Regions from separate parts of the Mus musculus genome. Here region 1 is linked to region 2. The links are chromatin contacts, called in public HiChIP or PLAC-seq maps. All regions are on one chromosome and are shown on one strand. Each heading gives the region's core, a stretch centred on a gene start, on an enhancer-like site or on the middle of the called end of the contact. The rest is flanking DNA. Distances are from core to core; before and after follow the strand shown. Region 1 holds the start of Dmrta2os (a long non-coding RNA gene). Region 2 holds the start of Ttc39a (tetratricopeptide repeat domain 39A).

What was found. HiChIP or PLAC-seq counts read pairs in DNA pulled down with a chosen protein or histone mark.
Region 1: an H3K27ac HiChIP or PLAC-seq map of embryonic stem cells shows a contact between it and region 2, with 4 times the contacts expected there. The contact joins the promoter of Dmrta2os here to the promoter of Ttc39a in region 2. A contact is called at or near these places in 9 of 39 promoter capture datasets (HPC-7-derived erythroid cells, cranial neural crest, embryonic stem cells and 5 more), 1 of 484 Hi-C or Micro-C datasets (embryonic stem cells), 3 of 115 datasets of contacts at active chromatin or transcription factors (embryonic forebrain, embryonic stem cells and neural tube) and 1 of 9 other capture datasets (embryonic stem cells).

The regions. Positions count from the first base shown.
Region 1 is chr4:109,977,506-109,982,131 of GRCm38.p6, reverse strand. It overlaps Dmrta2os (a long non-coding RNA gene), which reads left to right and starts at 2,520. Exons shown (of 4, transcript XR_868017.3): 1 at 2,520-3,194; 2 at 3,346-4,626. Dmrta2 (doublesex and mab-3 related transcription factor like family A2) reads right to left here and starts at 4,107. Exons shown (of 3, transcript NM_172296.2): 1 at 3,796-4,107; 2 at 1,723-2,277; 3 at 1-527. The coding sequence starts at 2,269.
Region 2 is chr4:109,404,721-109,409,078 of GRCm38.p6, reverse strand. Ttc39a (tetratricopeptide repeat domain 39A) reads right to left here and starts at 1,979. Exons shown (of 18, transcript NM_153392.2): 1 at 1,870-1,979. The coding sequence starts at 1,907. Ttc39aos1 (Ttc39a opposite strand RNA 1) reads left to right here and starts at 2,822. Exons shown (of 4, transcript NR_131195.1): 1 at 2,822-3,353.

The DNA.
Region 1 (4,626 bases), core at 1,271-3,770, 570 kb before region 2:
CAGGCCAGCCGCCAGGCCTCCGCGGTGGTGGTTGAGCACCTGCTCGATGGCCTGCACCACGTCGCCGCCACAGCCCTGCAGCACCAGCTCCAGGACGCCTCTCCGGTGGCCCGGGAAGACGCGCGTCAAGATGTCCAGCGGCGTCCGCTGCCGCGGCCCCGGCCCGCCGCCCAGCCCCGGAGTCGGTGCGGCCTCGGCTTCTTCTTTGTCAGCCTCCGAACCCGATTCGGAACCCAGGGGGCTGGAGGAGCCGGGGCTGTCCTCCTCGCCGCCACCGCCGGCGCCCGCGCTCCCAGGACAGCTGCCACCCGCCTCCTTGGAGGCCCGGGCCAGAGGCGACCCGGAAAAGGACTCGCCGTCTCCGTTCTCCGAGCCTGAGCCGGGCCGCACCTCCGGGGACGAGGTCCGGGGACCTGAGTCCGCGCCGTCGGGCGACAAGGGCTTCCCTGGCGGCGGCTGCGGACTGTCGGGGCGGCCGGCCTGAAGCAGCGTCTTGGGAAACAGATCAAACTTCTGCAATTTGGCCTCTGAGAGGAGGGAAAAGACGGAGATGTGAGGAGAGGTTAAGAACACTGGACCCTTTTGAATGCCAGTTTCCTCTTGTTCCTCTCCACCTCCCAACTATTCTTGACAGGGCTCTGGTTTTATTTTTACCTCTTCCCAAAGATCCTACAGCTCTCCCCCTCCTCCTAGGCTCACGCTTCTTCTGTGCCCAGACACCCCCACCCCGACCTGACACCCTGAAAACTTGATGTTCAGTAAGCTCTTCCTACACTTGTGCCCTAACACCTCCACTCCCTTCCCATCTCACCCCGCCCTAGAGAAGTGGCTTTGTCAAGATTCCAATCCGAGCAAACAGAACTTCTACCTATACCTCAGAGTATGTGGAAGACACTACTCACTCAGGTTGCCAGAGCCTTAGGCACTTCAACCTGGAGAGAGGGATCCTTAGGGGACTAGGTCCTTAGCCTCTCTACAGACAAAATAAATTACATCCTATTTCTTGACCACATTTTTCAAAACTCCTAAGAAATGTCCTTCTTCCAAAGAGTCTGAGAGCCGGGACCGTCCCATTGCCCAACTGCCTCCCTCACCTTCGAGTCAAAAAAGTAGAGTAGACAGAGCAAGGGAAAGGGACCCGAGAAAGAGCAAAAAAAGTGCCAACTATGAGAAACCCGGCGTGCCTGAGAGAGAAACGGAGCCAGAGCGAGGGGAACGCAGAGAATGTTTTGTCAGAAATGCCTTAGGAACTGGAGGAAAGGAATCTTGCTGAGAAACGAAAGAGGGCGTCTCCAGTACTTAGGGAAGTAGTGCGGATTAGAAGGATTGCCAGGGTCTTTTCAGAAGAGTTGGGAAGAAAAGAGAGTGGTGGCCTGTAAGAAGCTCAGAGCAGAACAGATGGGCGGCTTCCGGGCTGCCAGGGGAGAAGGCCCAGCTAAATGAGTTGGGCAGTAACTAAGGACCTGCCCCCTAACAAGAGTAAGGCTAAAGTGTTGCCTTGGGGCCTGGGGTGAGGGCGAGGAAGAAAGTATAAAAACTGCAGGCAGGGCAGAGAGTTTATGAGTGGGTGGAGAGCCACAGTTAAGTAGTTGGAGCATCTAGGGAAGGGAGCTGCACTTTGTCAGGGAAGGAACAAGCCACTAGGCCTCGCGCACCAGCCCTGTGTCCCCTGGGCTCCTCCTTCCAGACCCCACCCCACCCCCAGTGTGACCGTGCTCTCACCTGCGCCCCCTGCGCCCCCTGCACTCCCCGCGGGCGCTCCAGCTCCAGGACCCCCGCCGTCGGTGGCGCAAACCGAGCCAAAGACTTCGTAGGCAGGCCGCGGGGGGATGATGCCGTTGGCGGCGGCCAGCGCCAGGCCCTCGGCAGTGCCGTACAGCAATTGCAACTCGCGCGCCTCGTTCTCCTCCTGCGCCTGCTGCCTGCGCAAGGCCACCTGAGCCGCCATGACGCGCTGGCGCTCGGCGATGAGCGTACACTTGGCGCACAGGCAGTCCTTCCAGCGGCAGTAGCGCTTGTGGCCCTTGAGCGCGGACACCACTCCGTGGTTGCGGCAGCGCGCGCACTTGGGGGTCCGCGGGTACTTCTCCGCTGCCCTCAACAGCAGCGGCGGCGCCCGCAGCAAGCCTCCGGCCACGCTCACTGGTAGCGATGCTGCGGCAGCTGCCGCCGCAGCCACCGACGCCACCGATGCCACGGGTGGTCCCGTCGCTGTCGCTGCTGCTGTCGCCGCACCGGGCACGCTGGGCAGCTCCGAGCGCAGCTCCATGGCTGGACCTAGCGTGGGGAAAGTGGGGATACCTGAGTCAGGGTAATACAGTCACTAGGCTTAAGCACGGCCTGCAGAAACCCATTTTGGGAAACTTTGGTTGTACAAGTTTAACTAAACTTGTGGCTGTCAAACTGCTGGGGAAACGAACTGGAAGCTCCCTGTAAACAAGTACGCCCCCACCCCCACCACTGACCTCTTATATCTGACTACACGTGTAAGATTTCGTTTGAATCAGTAGTTCCGCCAAGGGGAAAAAAACAAGACAACGTTTGGAAGTCATTGGTGCAGTTGAATGTAAAGAGGATTTGGAAAGAAAATATTATGCCCAAAGCTTAGGTTAATTGGGGTGAGTCGAGAAAAGAGAAATATTTGCCTGAAAGGGACTCAGATTACAGAGAAAACTTGGGACCAACAAGCGGATGTCAAAGGCAAAGCAAGAAAAAAAAAAAAAAAGGAGCAAAATGATCCCGTTTGGTGGACAGGTGAAGAGGAGAGAAATGTGCAGGCGGGGTGAGGAGGTGAACAGGTTGGGCTGGGGTCTTAATTGTAGCTTTCAATGTGGAAGCAGAGGAATTCGAGCAAAAAGGAACTGAAGAATTTTTTCCTGTTAGAAGTAGGGTAAGAACTAGAAGACAAAACTTGGAGGCAAAGTTCGGCTTATGGCCCTGGGATCACAGCCAAAAGAATTCTGCAAATACTGTGGTCTGAGCCTCTAAAGGGTTAGTTCTATTCCACAGAACTGAGTGTAGGAGAGCTGAGAAGAGAGAAAAGCCATCGGAAGAAACTTTCTTTGGACTGGCCACCCTAGCTCAAAGATTAGTTGAATAACAAGAAAAACGTCCAGAAACAGCTGACAAGGCGACCCGGACTGAGGTCCACCGAGAGGGACAGCGCTGCTTAGGAAAAAAATCTCCAGCAAAAGGTAGGGCGGGGATAGGGTGAAACCTGTGGCTTGGGGGTTAGACTTTTAGTCTGGAGTAGTCAGAGGAAAGCACATCTTCAGAAAAGTTAGACTTTGCAGGAGCCAGAGTCCTTTTGCTCAATGCCTCTTACCCAACCCCCACCCCTCCCAGTTTAGGAACTGAGTCCTCAGACACGCCCTCCTCATCCTGGGACCTCTTGGGACCCCGCTTGTGCGCAGGTTCCAGAGTGTTGGTCTCAGACCAGGGTTCTGGGACTTGCACAATCCAGCAGGCCTCAAAGGAGGCCAGGAAGTCGCCTCCAAAACTGACCCTGAAGGGACCCGAGAGTCTCACCTGCGCCGCAGCCGCAGAAGGCCCAGCAGGCCCTGCTCCTGGCTTCCGCCGCGGCCTCCACTCCCCGCCACGCAGCCCGGGTCCCCGCCAGAGCCGGGAGCCGCTCCTGGGGTCCGGGTCTGGGAATCCCAGAGCACCGTGTGCTCCGAGGCCTCTTCCCCCAGACCCTCAAGCACTCAATGCCCAAGGCCCGGCAGGGCCTGGGCCTCGCCCTCGGGGGCCACCGACCCGGTCGCCTCCCCTGCTCGGCTGCCGGCCCTCCCCTACCTGCCTCGAGCTCCGGGCTCCTCCTCTGTTGGCGCAGCACGCGTCGCCCAGCTCGGCTCGCGCCTCGGCTCTCTTGGCCTCGTCCCTCTGCCCCCGGCCCCTTCTCTGACCACGTCACCCTCCTTCAGCCACCATGTCCGAACTTCCGGACCCCTCTAGGAACACAGCAGTCCAACACCCCGGAGGGGCCTCGGGGCCGGGGGCCTGGCCGAGGGCGGGCTGGTTGCAACCGGCGTCCCCTCGGTGCGCTCCGGACGCTGCGCTCGCCCCGGGCCGGGTAGTCCGGCGCTGCCAGCTCTCAATGAGCCGCTCGCCCGCTCTATTGTTGCTCCTCAGGGCTCCATTAGACAGAATTGGACAACAATGTGGCGCCTGCCATTGGCCAGGGGAGACAGTCGGCGCTCTGATTGGCCGGGCCCGCGCCCGGGGAGCCCCTCATTCTACAGTGTCCGAAAGATTCGAAACTCCGCACGCTCTGCTGAGTGCCTGCGGGATGGGAGGGGGCGCCAGGGAAGGAGTGCGCGAGGAGGAGCGTTGCAAATGTCGTGACAAGAAGTTTCCGTGCGCCCGAGAGCGTGTGAATTGCTCCTAATTACCGTGTCCGGTGCGCCTCTCCGCGTAGACGTGTGTAACCCCTCTACTCCTGGGGCTCCGGCTCCACTGAGCCACTCTCCCTTGGCCCGGGGCGCTTGGCAAGGCCTAGCTTCCCAAGTGGCCCCGGAGGCCTGGGGCGGGACAGGAGCAGGTGACAATTCAATTACCGCTGTCGAAGTGGGAGTGGAACCCGGGTGCCGGGGTGGGGGAGGGAGGGCGTTCACCGCAGACTTGCCA
Region 2 (4,358 bases), core at 730-3,229:
GAATTATTTACCATTCTTCTGAAGCCTTAAAAACATTTCACACACACATACTCACACACACTCACACACACACACACACACACATTGTTTTGTTTTGTTTTGTTTTGAAACAGAGTTTCTCTGTGTAGCCCTGGCTGTCCTGGAACTCACTCTGTAGACCAGGCTGGTCTTGCACTCAGAAAGAAATCCACCTGCCTCTGCCTCCCAAGTGCTGGGACTAAAGGTGTGTGCCACCACTGCCCTGCACATTTCACATTTCACATTTGTTAACTGGGCATGGTAGCACATGCCTGTAGTCCCAGCTGGTGGGAGGTAGGGATGGGACCATGAGGAGTTCAAAGGTCATCCTTGGGTACACAAAGAGTACACCAGCAGCCTGGGCTACAGGAGACCCTGTCTTAACCCACCCTGTCCCCACTGCCAAGAAAGTATTGTTATATGGTAGATAAAACTTTATTACAGTTATACCCAGACAAGATCTGAGTGTTTGTTGAGACTAAGTGTCTACAGATGGAAGCGGGATTTGCTTCTACTTTGGTTTTCTTCTCAAATCCCACAAGGATGGCACTGACCAGAAGCAGGGGACTGGACAAATGGGCCTGTGTGAGCACAAAGATTGGGCCCTCACAGGCATACAGGAACACAGATGTTCTGTTTTTTGTTAGAACTTTGTGCTTACTGGCCTGGAGGCTGGGAGCAGAGTTAGAGGTACCCAGGGTTCTTCCAGGGACTCAGGCACAGCTGTGGTATATAGGCAAGAGGGACGAGTCTGGCTTTCAGCCAGCAAGTCTGGGTTTGTGGATGGAAGCCTTGTTCCATGTCTGCCTTTTCTCCTGAAAACCACGCTTCTAATACTGAAGGGTGGTGTTCGGACAGGGCTGCGCAGAAAGGTAGTCAGCCAAGCTCCGGAGCTTTCAACCCTCAGCAGGAAGAGCGTAGCTAACCCAGCCTCTCTGTGTTTTCCAAAGCAGGAACCAGAAGTCAGGGAGGTTTGGTCAAATGCCTTGACCAAAATTATACAACAGAAAATGATTAGGGGAAAACTTAACAGGTGACTTCCTCCAGCCACGATGTTCCTCAGCACCGAGCTACCATTCTCTCAGACCCACACTAGAGGCTTCCAGCTGGCTGGTGGTTTCTCTCCTCCCTGTTCATCTGTCAGGCCTCAGGCCCTTGGCAAATATTGTCACTAGTCTGAGTCTCCAGGTAGGGCAGGCACCCCTCCCAGCTCACCTGAGCAGGATCTCTCTCTGCCCAGCAACCTCCCAGCAGCCTAGGATCCCAGCAACTGCCCCCTAAGCACTGAAACCCAAACACAGCAGAGCTGCTGACTATCTCCAGACAGCAACTGGCAGTGCCCGGGATCAACCTAGGGGGTCTGACTGTGACTTTGGAGGGGTGGGGGTGGGGCTGGCCAAGACAGCCATGTTGATAGTGACAGCACCCACCTTGACAACCTAGGTTCCTGGTACACCCAATACCCTGGGCCCGAGCACACTTAGAGCCCTTCAAATACCCCAAATATCCCTAAAGGGGATGTCACCAGACAGAGCTGTGTTCAAATCTCACTTTCCACTCTTACCTCCTGGATAATCAAAGTCACTTAAGAGCTATGCCTCAGTTTTCTCATCTGTAAAGAAGGGTGATCGTAACAAGGCCCACCCCATGGGTATAGACTCCATGAGGAGGGAGAGAAAGTTGGGACCCAGAAGGCCTGTGACTGAGCCAGGGTCCCCAGGAGGCAGCGGGGCGCGGGCTGCAGGCTGCGCAGCGGCTGGAGCCGCAGTGCGGTCCCGGGGCTCCTCCTAGGAGGCCCCCGCAGCGTTCGCCCTGCACGGCCCGCGCCCCGAGGCGGCCTCCGCCACTCACCCCGCCGGCAGGTCGCCCGGGCCGCTGGCCGTGGTCATCGCTGCGCGCGCCGGACGCCAGGCGCAGCCCAGGTGCTGCGGCCGGATCCCAGCGACGCGGCGGCCGGGGAGGGGCGCGCCGGGGGGCGGGGAAGGCGACGGGGCCGGGCCGGTCTCGGGCTGCCCACCCGCGCAGTGGGACCATGGCCGCGCCCGCGCAGCGCAGCGCCCGCCCCTGGCGCTGGCCAGGTGGGACCCGGGCGCTCAAGGTCGGCACAGCCTGGCCTTGGAGCATCGGCGCAGACATGGACCGGAGCTGCCAACACCTCCACCCACTCGGGCTGGGAAATTCTCCACCTTCCCTAGGCCTCAGCTCCCGGCCCCACACCTGAGATCTCGCGGTCCAGCCTCACTGCCGGGCCATGTTAGCGGAGAAAGCCTAGCTTCTGCAGACAGGCGTGGACATTCATTCTAACCGCTTGCCCAAACGGGGCCAGTGTTTTGCAAGAGACCAGAAGGCGGGAAAGCGGGCGGGTTAGCACGCACCGCTAGCAGGCAGCTCACACTCTCCTTCTCAAACAATCCCTAAAATTGCCATTTTTTTTTTTTTCAGATGCGAAAACTCGAGCGGTTGAGTTCATGTGACCTGTGTAGAGCCACTCTACAGTAAGTGGCCAGCAGGAACTGCAACTTAGCCCTCCTAACTCCAAAGCTCACACTCAGCCCCTTCTCCCTTTGGCCCCCTCCTCTCTCACTTCCAGAGTGAGTGGTCCATCCCCCAGATGCCCACTTTGCACTTAGACCTGAGACAGGTTCCGAAGAAGCCCACATGATCTTCTAGCAGAGAGCCCTGGCCCATTAAGAGTTAACCGGCCACTACCTCTGGGCCCCAGATGCTCTGGTGACTCATCATAACACGTGGCTGCCATTAGATTAGAGCTGTCCCTTTAGAAAGGCAAGGGACAGGAGGAGGGATTGGCCCTGAGCTCCAGGATGTCAGAAGAGGAAGCAAAAAAGAGCAGCCTGCAAATGCAGCCATGGTGGGAAGGACTTGGATCAGATCCCAGAGGAGCCAGGCAACTTGAGTTTAGGAATAGGGAGAAATGTCTGGGGGATTGCTGCTCTCATCAAGATAACTGCCTGGAAAGACTGTGAGTTGTTTGTTGTTCTTTTTAAAAATATTTTTATGTGTATTAGAGTTTTGCCTGCAGCTATGCCAGAGTGAAAGTGACACATCCCCTGGAGCTGGAGTTACAGACATTGTGAGGCGCCATGTAGGTGCTGGGAATTGAACCTCTGTCCTCTGGAAGAGCAGCCAATGCTCTTGACTGCTGAGCTATTTCCCAGGATGTCCTTATGCTGCTCTGTGTGAGCAGAGGCCAGGCACTGCTATGTGGAAACTATCCCAACTTTGGTAGCCTCACATATGGGCTTGAAAAGACGATGATGGGAACCTGACCACAACAGCATGTACCAGCAACCATTATTTAAGGAACCCAGACGAGGGTGAGTATGTTGGGGAAGGGGGAAGGGGGGGGGAAGGGTCTGTCCGGAGCAGATGGGAGCTGAGCCTTGAGAAGTGCGTTAATGAAGCTGGGAGCAGGTGTGCTCCATGAGGGACCAATATAGACAAAGGCACAGGAGTGGGTAAGGGCACACTGATGAATGCTGGGGTCTGTGGTTCTGAAGAGAACAGTGTAGAGACGAGTGAGTCCTAGGTGATGAGGCTGAAGCCTGTCGCACGCCCCACACAGTCATGTCCTCGGGCATTTGTACATGCTGTTTCTTTTGCCTAGGACACACACTCCTTCCTGGTCACATAATTCATCCATGGAACCAGGGATGGAGCCAACAGCTTATCACTGAAAGGTCTCTCTTCAAAAGAAAAAACAGTCCTTCACAACACTACACACTTGTAACACGTGGGAGGTAGAGGCAGAAGGTGCAGGAGCTCAAAGTTATCCTTAGCTAAGGCTAAGGGCTTCCAGGCTAGCTAGGCTATATGAGAAATGGACAGACAGGGACTGGAGAGATGACTCAGTGGTTAAGAGCACTGGCTGCTCTTACAAAGGTCCTGAGTTCAAATTGCAGCAACCACATGGTGGCTCACAACCACCCGTAATGAGATCTGATGCCCCCTTCTGGTGCTGTCTGAAGACAGCTACAGTGTACTTAGGTATAATAATAAATAAATCTCTGGGCCAGAGTGAGCAGGGCCAACCGGAGCTAGCGGGGCCAATTGGAGTGAGCAGAGGTCCTAAATTCAATACTCAACAACCACATGAAGGCTCACAACCATCTGTACAGCTACAGTGTACTCACATACATAAAATAAATAAATAAATAAATAAATCCTTTAAAAAAAGAAATGGACAGACAGCATGAAAGGTAGCACGGGGGATAGGTAGACACAACAGATTGCTAAAGTAAAAAAATTCAGGGCCTTGTTGGAATGACAGAAGAGGCCAGGTAAGTGGTCCTGAAGCAACTAAGCTCCATTAGTTCTGATTC